Regions from separate parts of the Mus musculus genome. Here all the other regions are linked to region 2. A link is a contact called in public HiChIP or PLAC-seq and promoter capture Hi-C data. All regions are on one chromosome and are shown on one strand. Each heading gives the region's core, a stretch centred on a gene start, on an enhancer-like site or on the middle of the called end of the contact. The rest is flanking DNA. Distances are from core to core; before and after follow the strand shown. Region 1 holds the start of Itpkb (inositol 1,4,5-trisphosphate 3-kinase B). Region 2 overlaps Gm31986 (a long non-coding RNA gene). Region 3 holds the start of Mixl1 (Mix1 homeobox-like 1 (Xenopus laevis)).

The links. Promoter capture Hi-C pulls out the DNA fragments that hold promoters and counts their contacts. HiChIP or PLAC-seq counts read pairs in DNA pulled down with a chosen protein or histone mark.
Region 1: a promoter capture Hi-C map of pre-B cells shows a contact between it and region 2, with 2.3 times the contacts expected there. The contact joins the promoter of Itpkb here to the enhancer-like site in region 2. A contact is called at or near these places in 5 of 39 promoter capture datasets (the C10 cell line, embryonic stem cells, liver and 1 more), 2 of 484 Hi-C or Micro-C datasets (both in embryonic stem cells), 1 of 115 datasets of contacts at active chromatin or transcription factors (microglia) and 2 of 9 other capture datasets (adipose tissue and liver).
Region 3: an H3K27ac HiChIP or PLAC-seq map of the HPC-7 cell line shows a contact between it and region 2, with 5 times the contacts expected there. The contact joins the promoter of Mixl1 here to the enhancer-like site in region 2. A contact is called at or near these places in 2 of 39 promoter capture datasets (embryonic stem cells and hematopoietic stem and progenitor cells), 2 of 115 datasets of contacts at active chromatin or transcription factors (the HPC-7 cell line and embryonic stem cells) and 2 of 9 other capture datasets (adipose tissue and pancreatic islet).

What each region holds. Positions count from the first base shown.
Region 1 is chr1:180,328,977-180,333,426 of GRCm38.p6, forward strand. Itpkb (inositol 1,4,5-trisphosphate 3-kinase B) reads left to right here and starts at 1,500. Exons shown (of 8, transcript NM_001081175.1): 1 at 1,500-1,803; 2 at 3,136-4,450. The coding sequence starts at 3,335. It also overlaps the pseudogene Gm5069.
Region 2 is chr1:180,546,324-180,550,624 of GRCm38.p6, forward strand. It overlaps Gm31986 (a long non-coding RNA gene), which reads right to left. Exons shown (of 4, transcript XR_001779573.2): 3 at 4,231-4,301. Among named protein-coding and RNA genes, the nearest start is that of Parp1, 20 kb to the right of the region's middle. Within about 2 kb of position 2,503, at least 89 of the 459 cell types and tissues checked have an H3K27ac peak or open chromatin away from gene starts, as enhancers often do. A contact at or near this core is called in the HPC-7 cell line, pancreatic islet and pre-B cells, where this site is marked.
Region 3 is chr1:180,693,849-180,698,406 of GRCm38.p6, forward strand. It overlaps Mixl1 (Mix1 homeobox-like 1 (Xenopus laevis)), which reads right to left and starts at 3,186. Exons shown (of 2, transcript NM_013729.3): 1 at 2,772-3,186; 2 at 1-1,073. The coding sequence starts at 3,164. The coding sequence ends at 771.

The DNA of each region.
Region 1 (4,450 bases), core at 250-2,749, 220 kb before region 2:
CAAGAGACAATAGCAACTAGGAACAGCTTCTCAGGGGCCGGCAAGGTAGAGATTTGTGGGAGCTTTGCTAGGCTCTTCAGTTGCTTCTACTGAGGCATTTATCACCTCTCAGATTAGACTTCATAGCTTGAGTAACTCCTCTTCTTGCCACTAGGGACCAAAGGAGGGAGTCTAGATAGAGGTGGCTTCTTTGTCTCACGGTAATACTAGAACACACACAGGACAGGCATCTTTATTCAGCCCCATTGAGGGTGAGAGGGAAACCAGATTCAAGCCTTCCAGGGTATGTTAAAAAAAATAAAAAATAAAACAAAAACAAAACAAAACAAAACCAGAAAGGACTTGTCCGATTCCAGGAATTCTTGGCTGGAAGGGCTCTTGGTTTCAAATTTGCTTGAGTCTTTTCCTGACCAAGCTGCAGGTTGCTTTGCTCACTTCAACGGTATTGTTACATAAACAAGTAAGCTGTCTGCTTGCTACAGGCGGTCAGGTTTTCCATCCGAGGTTTGGCTAATCAGGATATATGGGCGGATACAAGCTTAGGATTCTTAAATCTCCTAAACCTCGCAGCTGTGTTCCCTGTTTCCACTAAACGCTAGAGTTTAAGATTTAGGGAATTATGCAAAACAGGCTTGCAGTGCCGGGTGGGGCTTAAGTGTGTGTGTATGGGGGCAGGGAGTGTCCCCCGCCCTCCAGTGTTGCCTGGTGCCCCCCCCCCTTTATTTGAGGGTAGAGTAGAACCCTTGAAAACGCAGGAGTAAATTCACAGGAGACTGAGCAAGTGGTTGAAGACATTGATCGGGCCTCAGCCCCAGGACTATGCTTTTTCTTAAAATAACTTTTTGAGAGTTGAGTGCAAAAATACGCGAACAGCACAGCCTCTGTGTGCGTTTATAGATAACTGCTTAATGCAGAGCTCCTTCACACATCTAGCCTACAAGACACTCAGCAGCTCACAGTCCAACCAGTCTTCCAAAATTCTACCATGGTGCATTAAAACCTAAAACTGTGCAAGGAAATGCCCTGCAATATATGCAATATACCTTGTAAAAAGTTGCCTATTGTAGTACAAGTACACCCTCTGCTTAGGCAGAATATTACCCCTCTTTCGATGCTAGAAAAATCCCCCCCCCAGCAGCTTTGTTTAGCACACTCAAAATTTTATTAAAAACAGTTTTCAAACGTAGCTTCATAAAACTAGACACCAGCAAACCTTGGTCGAGGGATGGAAAATAAATCGTATATCTTTAACCCGCAGAAGTTAAAGTCTTTTTTTTTTTTTTTTTTTTTTTTGTTAGCTAACAATGGAAACTTTTTTTTTAAGTGTTTCCCTCCCTCGGTTTGCCAAGCAATAGAAAAAAAAAAAAAAAAGAAGAAAAGAAAAACTTGTTCCGCTGAGTTCAACCCCAGACAGGCTCACAACTTCCTTCCTGCTTTCCTCCCCCAAGCCCCCGCCTCTCTGCCTCCTCCCTCAACCCCCAACTTTTTTTTTTTTTTTTAAATCTTACATTGAACAAACACTGAAGTAGCAGGGAGCAGACGCTGACAGCGGTAGTGTCTCCAACCAAGCACAGAGCAACGCAGGGTCGGCCTGGCGGTGTCCCCTCCGGGATCGCCTAGTCCCTGCGCCGGTACATTCAGCTTCGTTGCACCCCACTTTTTCCGTCTTCCATAAGTTGTTGCGGAAACCCTTTGGGAGCTTTTTTATTTTTTTAAAAAAACTTTAAGCCACTTGGTCTGTACGAGCCCGGAGTCCCCGGGGCATGTCGCCTGCACGGGACCTGGAAGTCTGAGCAATTGCAGGTAAGCGTGGCGGCTCCTTCCTGGCCCTCGTCTCTGAACCCTCTTTCCGCTCCATCTGTGCTGGGGTTCCTCTGGGTGTTCCGGGGTCCGAGCACAGCACGGAGGTGAGGGCTAGAACGACGGAGAAGGGAGGCTGATTTGGGACGGTAGCGTGGCGTGGCCTTGGGGGCAGAGGAGGCGATTCGACTTTCCCATCGCCTTCCGGGCCGCTGCGCCGCCACCACCTCCCCGGCGCGCTGCGGGCGTCTGGGGCTCGGCTTGCCCGGCGGCTCCCCTGGCGCCAGGCGAGGCTGCCCGGGATGCGCGAGGCCCTGCCCTCGGCCGGCCGCGCTGCTCCGGGGCTTAGCTTGCGGGACCCCGAAGGGCTGCAAATTCTCAGGCCTGCACAATTAGAAGGCCTCCGGGCTGCAACTGTGCAAGCAAGCCCAGAGTTCCTCCGAGGGGTGTGGGTCCCGGAGGGGGCAGCTGGGTCCTCGCTAACAGGATGCGCGCAGGGCTGAGTAGCTGCGGACATGCATCCCCTCTCCCAAACACACACACACACACACACACACACACACACACACACACACTCGCTGCAGGGTCTGAGGGGACAGTAGGGAGCCACCAGGATTGATTCCAGTGCTGGATACTGCAGAGTTTGCTCCCTGGCGCGCACGCGTGCCCACATTCACAAAACACACTTGTTTGGAGACAGACAGACATCAAGGCTAGTGCTGAAAAGTGCCTGGACTGCCCCACCCCCACCCACCCCCGCGCTCTTCCCGGCCTTTCATAGGCCGAGAGGCATAGCCCCAGACCAGGATCAGAAAGAAAACGGTGGGCACACAAGTCCCCTTCCAGGTCTCGGCTCCAGCAGCGGTTTGGGGAAGGCAGGTCCGGGTCAGGTTCCCTGTGACTTGGCCTCTGATGTCCTGAGAGGGTGGAGCAGGGTTGCCTGTCATCCTCGATAGCCGGTGTTTGCTCTGGCCAAGGAAACCTGGCCAGTCTCGAGGAGGGAACCAGCGAGTTGCACCTCCTCCCTCGGCCATCCGCGTGGCTACCGAGACTAATTTCAGAATTTGGGATTCTAGGTGTTCTTGGAGTGTATCACAAGCTGGGGGAGGTGGACCACCGCCGGAAAATACCAATAGAGGCCATATCGAGGCGGCCCGGCTTGCCTCCTCACTGAGCATCACAACTCCTGTAGGCTAGACATCCAGGGGCACCCCGTCCCCAGCAGATTGGGGTCCCGGGGCTCCCTTTGCTCTCTGCTTTCTGCGGGTGGGCTCTCTCCACCCCACCCCCTTGATGCCTTCGGGAATTCTGACTTTTCTCCTTGTGTCTCCACAGCCGCGAAATCGTTTATGGAGCTTGGGGCGGGGGCCGAGCCCGCGATTTTGCCCTGTGCCCGCCGCCTAGGCCATGCTGCTCCATCAGCGCGCAGAGCTACGGCCGCCGGGCCTCCGGGACTAAGCCGAGAGCCGCGGGAGGAGGAGGCGCCGGCGGTGGAGCGGGACGGAGAGCCGCGGCGGCGGGCGGACCCTGTACTATGGCTGTGTACTGCTATGCCCTCAATAGCCTGGTGATCATGAACAGCACCAACGAGCTCAAGAGTGGCGGCCCCCGGCCCAGCGGCAGCGAGACGCCCCAGCCCTCCGGGAGGGCCGCGCTGAGTCCCGGCAGCGTCTTCAGCCCTGGGAGAGGCGCTTCCTTTCTCTTCCCCCCAGCAGAGTCGCTGTCCCTGGAGGAGCCCGGGAGTCCTGGGGGCTGGCGCAGCGGCCGGCGCAGGCTGAATAGTAGCAGCGGTAGCGGAGGTGGCAGCAGCAGCAGCAACAGCAGCAGCAGCAGTGGCGTGGGCAGTCCCAGTTGGGCTGGCCGCCTGCGAGGGGACGCGCAGCAGGTGGTGGCGGCCCGCATCCTCTCCCCACCTGGGCCAGAGGAGGCCCAGAGGAAGCTGCGGATTCTGCAGCGCGAGTTGCAAAATGTGCAGGTGAACCAGAAAGTGGGCATGTTCGAGGCGCAAATCCAGGCACAGAGCTCTGCCATTCAAGCGCCCCGAAGCCCGCGTTTGGGTAGGGCTCGTTCGCCCTCCCCGTGTCCCTTCCGAAGTAGCAGCCAGCCCCCCGAAAGGGTCTTGGCTCCGTGTTCTCCAAGTGAGGAACGCAGAACAAAGTCCTGGGGAGAACAATGTACAGAAACCCCAGATACCAACTCTGGAAGGAGAAGCAGACTCAGCACACACCCCTCGAAGGACAAGGAGGGAGTGGCCCCTCTTTTAGGCCCAGCCAGCCCGACCAGGTTAGGGACTCAGAGTCCATCTACTTCCGTGAGAATGGAAAGAGGTACCCCGGCCAGTCCCCGCTGTGGCTCACCCACACCCATGGAAACTGACAAGAGGGTTGCTCCCTCACTGGAGCGCTTTGGAACTAGCTTAACGTTGGCTACTAAAGTGGCAGCTTCAGCCGCATCCGCTGGACCACACCCTGGACATGATTCTGCCCTCATGGAGACAGGCTGTGAGCTCGGGGGCATGCGCCCCTGGGAGGCCCAGATGGAGAGACGGGGGCAGTTTCTGGGCAAGGAGACCGGCTCAACCCCAGAGCCTGTCCGGACCCACATGAGAGAACCCCCTGGAAGGGTGGGAAGAGGAATTCATTCTGTTGGT
Region 2 (4,301 bases), core at 1,253-3,752:
CATTGTGGTTTTGTGGTTTTAACCTTTATAAACTGACATAGAAAAAATGTTTAGAGTCATAGCCTCAGCCCCCGAGATCTGAGCTACAGCCCTAATAGATCAATCTTAGGGTGTGCATTCAATACACCATCTGCTGGTGTTGTATGGACTCCACCCCGACAGATACCTGGCAACAGCCAGGTATGCCCCACCCCACTGTTACTTGGCAACAGCCAGGTAGGCCTGGCCTATAAAAGGGGCTGCTTGTCCCCTCCTCTCTTACTCCTGCTTCTCTCCCTTGCCTCTTGTCCCCTTGCTCCCCCTCTCTCCACATTCCCTTCCCCCCTCTCTCCACATGGCCGCCTCCCCCTGCCTTTCTCCACCTCTGCTACCCTCTTAACTCCCCTCCCCATGCCCTGAATAAACTCTATTCTATACTATACCAGTGTGGGTCTGGTCTCTCAGGGGGAAGAAATGCCTTGGTATGGGCCCACTGAGGCACCCCATCCCCCCACACCTCGCCAGAACATATCGTAATAGCCCTTTCTCTTTTTATGATCACAACACTGTCCCTGTCTGAATGAGATCGGTGTTCATGTGGTTTGTGGGGTGACTCTTAGACCATTCTCACTAGCCAATTTGCTTGAGAGAATCTCATCCTAAGTTTCTGAGGTTGGAGTTACAGGCAGCTGTCCCACCCACTCAACATTTGCATGCGGTCTGGGAGTCTGAACTCCAAGCTTCACATTCACACAGCACTTTGGTTGCTGAGCCATCTCCCCAGGACCCAACACTCCACTGCTATCTGGCTAATATCACACATACCCAGTTGGCACAAACAGTGGGCATACTGGACCTTCCTTGCTAGGTGTCTTCTGTCCTACCCCTCCTCAGAGGTGGTCCTCATCAGATTGGACTGTATTGTTATCTGCCTCATCCCTTCAACCAACTCCCTGACAATAGCTACATAAAAAGGAGAGTCTTCAGGGCGTGGCGGCAAACGCCTTTAATCCCAGAATTTAAGAGGGAGAAGCAGGTAGCTCTCTGGATTTGAGGTCTGGCTGGCCTATATAGTGAGTTCCAGATCAGCCAGGGCTATATGGTGAGACCTCCTCTGAAGTGAGAGGGGTTACTTTCACTGAATTCTAAGGGATGAAGTCCATCTTGGCAGGGAAGGTTTAGTCCCAGGTGCCGAAGCAGCTGGTTACTTTGTGTCCACAGTCAGGAAGCAGAGAAGGGCCTGCTTTCTCCCTTCATTTCAGCCTGGCTGTTAATTAACCTGATCTAGAAACTCCCTCATACGGGTGCCCAGAGATTTGTCTCCGGGGTGATTCTAGATCCTATCGATTGACAATCCATAGTAACCATCACTAGGACCCTTTGTCAGATGCCCCCTACTGTGCGCCCTTTATTCCTCCTCTTCCTCCTCAGTCTGCCTCAGCGACTTTTTTTCATAAATATCATCTTGTGATCCAGCCACTTCTTCCCTTCTCCGGATCCCTCCCTGGCCCCTCTCTAGGGGCTGAGTGTCTTTCTACCCCTGTTCCCTGTCTTGGCTGAATGATTGAGTGTTTTAATTTGTTTCCCAGGCGCAGTCTCTATGGCTCTGCTCTCTGTAATTCACACGGCAGCAGTCTGCTGGGACGTGTATAAAGTCAGTACTGAGAGGGCTCAGAGACGTGAGACACCAAAGAGCGGAGGGACAGGGAGAAGCGCAGGAGCCCCGCCCGAAAGAAAGGCTGGTGCGGGCCGGCTTGGAGCAGATCAAAGCAAGCAGAATGCTGGCTGCAGCGGGAGGTGGGGGGGGGGGGGGGGGCAGGAAGTTCTGTTACAGACAGGGCTGCAACTATCATCAGAGAAGCTGGAGAAATGAGGCTGCCTCTGACCCCTGCATTCTGGCCAATTACATAAAGCCCGGTACTTCTAAACAGCTCCCCTGATGGTTCTAGAGCTCACTCAGGACTACAAACAACAGGTTCAGCGGCAGACCTACAGGGAGAGGGAGAGAAAGGACTGTGAGGTGACCACATCTCCCTTCAAGCCCACACAAATATCCGGACACTGTGGTGGAAGCCCTGGGTAAGGGGGCTTGGTCCTAAAGAAGAGTCTTCGTGCAAAACTAGAATTCTGGGGTGGGTGTGGGCTGCTGCTTAGATGTCCCACAGAGGACCCAGAGTGAGGGACACCTCCACAGGCTGGTGTCTTTACCACTTGCTTTCCCAGTGTCACCTCCATGATCCTAGCTCTTCAAGTCCTCCCTGATCACAAAGACCCTGCAAGAATAGCAGCTCCTAGTCATTTCACAGGCAAAAGCAGAGTGCCTACTGTGTTCTCTCAGAAGAGGAGATGGAGACCTACAGGGTGCCAAGCTCTCACTGCGCACAGAGGGTGAGCCTGGAGTCGGTCTCTTTATATGGCGCATAGGAAACTAAAAGCCTGCTACTGCTGTTAATCAGCCCTGGGTCTACCAAAGAGCTCGGAGGTAATCCGCAGGAAGGTGGCCTCTGAGCTGAGGCTTCCTGGAGCTCTCGGAGTCTTTCACCGCCCTTCATCTCTCTGAGTGTCCCTTGAGCATACCTCAGCCTCTCTCTACAGGGAACTAGGCACCACTGCAAATTGCAATGAGGTTCTCAGCTGGAAGAGTATCTTATACCCCAGGCAAGCCAGAGCCTAGGGCAATGACCTGTAAACAGATTCCCTCACGGAGTGGTTGTTGAACTGGATAAAATACAATGGTGCTTTTGTGCTTTTTGTTGGGGGAAGAAACAGAAGGAACAAAAAGTCTTGCCCAGGGCCCTCCACCTGCCATTGTGGCCTGGGTTCCACAAACTCGGGAGCTCCCTGTTAGCATTTTGTCTAAGCTCCGCCCCACAGTTACCTGGCAACAGCCAGGTGTGCCTGACTCAAGGTAAAAGGGGCTGCATGTCCCCCATCTTGATCTTGCCTTCCTGCTCCCACTTTCTCCCCCTTCCCCCTGCCGCCAGTGCTCATGGCCAGCCTCTACTCCTCTACTTCTCTCTCTCTCCCTCCCCCTTTCTCTGCCTCTACCACCCTCTTAACTCCCCTCCCTATACCCTCAATAAACTCTATTCTATACTACACTGTGGTCGTGTGGCTGGTCCCTCAGGGAGAAGGGATACCTTAGCATGGCACCCCCTCCCCCACACCTGACTACACATCCACAAAACATTCCTCCTCTCTGTCTTTTTATAAACACATCACTCCTAGACACTGATAGACAGAACACAGAGAGCTGAGATGCCACACCTCTGGCCACTAGGAGCTCTGGTGCAAGTGACCGGGTGTTGAGAAGACTGAGGACTGCTGTGGTGCACAGCCATGAGCCCAGGAATTTGTGTGAGGTGAGCAAAACAGCTGCCAACCTTGCGAGGACAGCTAGGGGCCGGAATGGCTTGGATATCCTGGCAGACAGACAGGGGTCTGTGCATGGGGACCAGCACCATGGATGTACACACACAGATGTACATCCCTGAGGGATGATGGATGCAGAGTGAATGAAGGAGGCTGGAGAGGAGGCACACTTCAATCCTGCAGCCATATGTCACGATTTCACTGTGTTGGGAACATAGATGAATACATTTGTGTCTTCCCACAGTGTCATAATAAACTCACCAGCTATGGAAGTGTTGTTGGCAGCAATTTGCCAAGTAGCTCTCTCTCCTTGCTATGCAGCCAAGGGAAGGACAGGTTCTTTTGTTCCCATCGTAACTAATATAAACCCTCAGAACACACATGACACATCAGACAGTCAACAGACGGACAGACGTGTAGGTTAAAGAATGGCTACAATGAGTTGACAGAGTTTCAGAGAGGCCAAACTTAGAGGCAGCAGTGGGATGCTGCTAAGAATGTGAAGGGAATTTCCATGGGAGACCAGGTAACCAACCAGGTTTGGAGTTCTGCTAGGTGCTGCTGTAGAGTCAAGTTAGCTGGAGCCTGTAGAGGTGAAGGGTTGTTGGACCAGATCCAAACAAACAAAGGAATGAATGGGTAGGTGGATGGAATGAAAAGATGGAGAGAAGAAGGAAAGAAGGAGCCAGGTGGTGGTGGCACACGCATTTAATCCCAGTATTTGGGAGGCAGAGGCTGGTGGTTCTATATAAGTTCAAGGCCAGCCTGGTCTACAAAATATGTGGCCAGGACAGCCAAGGCTACACAGAGAAACCTGACTCAAGAACCTCAGGATGTTCCCTAGCAATTCCAAATCCAGACAAAGTAATGAACATTAACCATTGAACTCTGTGACTCGTTATCATCATAAATACATTGCGGATCTATTCCGTGTGGTCCTGAAAAGCATC
Region 3 (4,558 bases), core at 1,936-4,435, 150 kb after region 2:
GGGAGAGAGAAGCTGAAAAACTCGATGGAGATGGCTATAGTTAATATCTACATTTCATATACTTGAAAATTGCTAATAGATTATATCATCACAGAACAAAGAAAGGTGAGTGATGTCATGCATGTGTTAAGCAGTTTGATTTGGGTATGTATGTTAATACCATATAAAATTTTAAACAAAAATATTGACATCCATTATTTTGGAGATATATGTTAATACCATATACATTTTTAAGCAAAAAAAAAAAAAAAAAAAGCAGCATCCAGTTATGGTGGCAAATAAAGCTAGGAGGACAGGAGTTTGAGGCATCTTTCCTTCCTTACACAGCAAGGTCAAGAACAAAACAAAAAGACTCAGTGAAAAAGAGTAATGAGTCTTGGTGATGAGTCCAGAGTACAGGATGTGGGATAGAGTGTGTGAACCCACTTACAACTAGGACTACAAGAAGACAGCAGCTGCCGAGAAAGTGGGGAAACTGAGTCAAGCCGAAGGTTCTTATGAAGAAAACAAGTTCTGAACAATCAGTCTGAAAAATAGGAATAACCCTAGTAAGAAGGCCCAGGGGATGCGGACCAAATTATAATGTGCAGTCTTGGAGAGTCACGGTGACTTTTCGGTGGCTACCGAGAACAAGCCAGCAGTAAAGGCTCAGTGTCAGAGAAGGGAACCAAAATGTGAGAGATGATCCAGAACCGAGGCCATGGCCAGTCAGGAGATCAGCTCCAATCTCCCAGATCTCCCTGAGTGCATCCTCAACGCTCCCAGAATCCTCAGAAGTTACCTAAGGCAGAAAAGATGTGCTCCTCCCAGGAGTCCAACTTTGAGCCAATATCTTCAGAGAGAGACGAATACGTTTCAAAACTCTGAGAACCAGATGTGCAGACGCCTCCTCCAGTCATGCTGGGATCCGGAACGTGGTTCACATCTGCCTCCAGGGGCAGCTGAGGCTTCAAACACCTAGCTTCAGTCCCAGGAGCAGGGCAATGGAGGAAAACTCCCCGCCTTGAGGATAAGGGCTGAAATGACTTCCCACTCTGGCGCCTGGACTTGGCCCGTCGGTTCTGGAACCACACCTGGGGGACAAGAGGAGAAAAAAACTGTTCAGCTGCTTCCGGTTGGGGTTTTTATTGTTAGTTTGTTTGGGGGTTTGCTTGAGATAGCTTCTCTAGCCAGTGCTGACCTCAACCTCGGGTTGTAGCCAAGGAGAACCTTGACCTTGAATTTATGATTCTCCTTCCTCCACTCCAGAGCTGGGGTTACAGGCTGCACCACCACGAGTGGTTTGCGTGGTACCTGAGGATGGAACCCAGGGTTTCGTGCATGCTAGGCAAGCACTCTACCGATAAAACTGCATATTAGCCTTGACTCTCTGCTCAAAGTCTGGGGCTTACAGAAAGCACTTGAACCAATGGTTTGATGTTCAGAGCTCCAAACCTTCTCAGTCATCATTCTCAGATGCAAAGCTGGAATGCTGTCTGGTTCTGTCTACACTTGCTATACTTGGTTGTTTGTCTGCTTTTCATTTTACACATTAAAAAAAAAAAGAAAGAAAGAAAGCCGGGCGTGGTGGCGCACGCCTTTAATCCCAGCACTCGGGAGGCAGAGGCAGGCGGATTTCTGAGTTCGAGGCCAGCCTGGTCTACAAAGTGAGTTCCAGGACAGCCAGGGCTATACAGAGAAACCCTGTCTCGAAAAACCAAAAAAAAAAAAAAAAAAAAAAAGACGGTCTCAGCCTGGTGGTGGTAGCATACCCCTTCAATCCCAGTAGGTATTTTTCCTCCGTGAAGCTCGTTTCTGTGTGTAAATGTCTTTACTATTTCCCCACAAACGTGTTCTGCATAGGAAGCCCAGGGTGACAACTGCTGAAAGTGACAGTTGAAGCCAGGAGATAGTGGCACACCCCCTTAATCCTAGACAAAGGAGGCACATCTTTGATTTCAAGGCCAGCCTGGTCTCCAGAGCAAATTCCCGGACAGCCAGGGCTACCCAGAGAAACCCTGACTGGAGGGGGTAAAAAAGTGACAGTTGAGTAGTCACCCTAAGTCCAGGAAAAAAATAAACACTAAATGTCCACCCTCCTGAGGCAAGCGTCTAAACTGGGTGTTGGGGAACCTACCTGTAATCCAAGCACCCAGGAAGCTGAGGCAGAAGGATTGTGAATTGAAGTCCAGCTTGGACTACGCAGCATGAACTTGTCTCAGTCACACACACACACACACACACACACACACACACACACACACACACACACAGAGAGAGAGAGAGAGAGAGAGAGAGAGAGAGAGAGAGAGAGAGAGCAAGAGAGAGAGAGAGAGGCTTCTCCCTATCATCTCCAAAACTCTGATCTAAATGATCGACCTCAGACAATAAACTCACTTTGCAATATTTTTTCAAAGTGACAAGAAGTTCTTGCTTGTTTTGAAGGTGATCCAACCCTGCTCTGCTACTTAGAATCAAAGCCAGAGGAAGGCTTGTCTCTCTCTCTCTGTCTCTCTGTCTGTCTCTCTGTCTCTGTCTCTCTCTCTCTCCTTACTGGACGCTGGGAAAGAGTGCAATGACTACCTTCCTGCTGGGACCTTTCAATGGGTCCGCAAGCCCCTTAGCTGCCCAGATCAATCACATGGTAACGCGGCCTTAACTGACATCCCAGTTTGCAGTCTAGAACCATGAGGTTCAAAGAGAGTAACTTTTCCCCCACAGAATAAATGGCCCAACAAGCCTGTGACTTCCCAGCACCTCCACTGGAACGCGCAGCTGCGACCGCGACTCACCTGGATCCTGGACTCGGGTAGCAGCGTGAGCGCAGCCAGGCGCTCCCGCAAGTGGATGTCTGGGTACATGGTCTGTCGGAAGACGAGCTCCAGCAACTGCAGCTGCTCCGAGCTGAACGACGTGCGCTTGCGGCGCTGTGGCGCCGACGGGGCGGCCGAGCCTTTGGAGGGTCCGGGCGGATCCAGGCCGGCGGGGGTCTGCGCTGTGGGACTGGAGTCGCGGTTTGGAAAGCACTGCGTGGCTGCTGGGGCGCGAGAGTCGTGGGGCGCCGCGGGCAGCCCAGAGGCTGGGCGCATGGCTGGGAGCAGCTGCCCTCCGGGATGCGCGGCGGGGAAGATGGGGAAAGCGGCGCCTTCTGCGAACTGGAGCTGCTGGGACCCTGCTGCGGCCATGACTCCCGGACGCTTCCCTGTACCCCCGCGCGCCTGCAGTTATAGCGGCCCGGAGCCGGGGAGGGGGCGGCGGCGCCATCAAAGGCGTGGGTGCAGGGAAGCCGCGTCTCGTCTCCTCGGGGTGCGAGCCCGCCCCAGCCCCGCCAGACGCCGCGGGAATAATCGCTTCCGCTGACCCGGGGACGGAATGAGGGAGGCGCGAACTTGAGTCCGGGCCGCTCCGTCCCTTCTCCGCCCATCCGCCAGCCAGTCCAACCACCAATCCACATACCTCGAACCGCTTTGCCCCGGTGGGGTCGCCCCAAGTGCAGGCCGGACTTGGACAGAACCCCCTCTTCTGGGCCAGAAGACCTCTCAAGAGCGCCTGAATCTCTTGGGGGCTTGGTTCGTAGGTCCCCCGCGCTGTGCCTGGCCCGCTGTCCGCCTGTCACCATCAAAGGCGCTATTTACCACCCCTGCTATGTGCTAGACCTTACTCCAGGTTGGTTAAACAGCCTAGCCCTGCCCTCGGCAAACCACCCTGACACATCCTGAATCCAAGGGGGGGTGAAGATAAAGAGATCTCAAAGGGGACAGGCACACATCCTGAACAGTGACGCTGCTCCTGCCTAGAGTATCTGTGACCTGTCAACAAGAATGCTGTAAATTGGACGGGCTGAAGTTGTACGGGGTTAGCGCTCCTAAAGAATCCCAACAGTGCTCAGAACCCGAGAAGTTTCTGCTCCCTCTGATGCCACTCCTTGAAGTTTCTGCTCCCTCTGATGCCATTACTATTTCCTTTGTCCCCTGGGGTTCATTTGAGGTTCCTGGTTTGTTTTATGCGGATTTGTAGTTTAGTTGTGACTTCTATATCTGCTTCCCCTAGTGCACACATGCATTCATTTATTCATATAAGTCTCTCCCCACCTCCTTACCCTCTGGTCCTGAGAATAGGACCCAGTGACTGGAAAATCCTAAGCAAGACCCTCAGGGAACATCTGTTGAGACAGAAGCCAAGTTGCTTCATAGAGAAATCAGAGGCATGCAGCACTATAGCAGAAGGGTGCAGAGGCAGGCAGGGCAAGGAGCACGGCTTGCAAGGCCTCAAAGGGGCTCCCTGCAGAGGAAGGGGTATTCCACAGCCCAGCCCAGGACCTGTTCCTGCAACGTCTTCAATGCTAATGGGAAGTATCATAGGAGAAAGTATATGTGCTGGCCATGAGTGCATCCTGTCTACTAATACGCATGTGAGCCCCCAAAGAAGCCAAAAGAGGGAAGTGGGTTGTAAGCTGCCTGACACAGTGCTGGGAAGTAATGGGTTGTAAGCCACCTGATACAGTGCTGAGAACTGACCCTCTGGAAGAGCAGCAAGTGGCCATATCTTTACTATGGGCAATTATCCCAAGTGTCAAAGC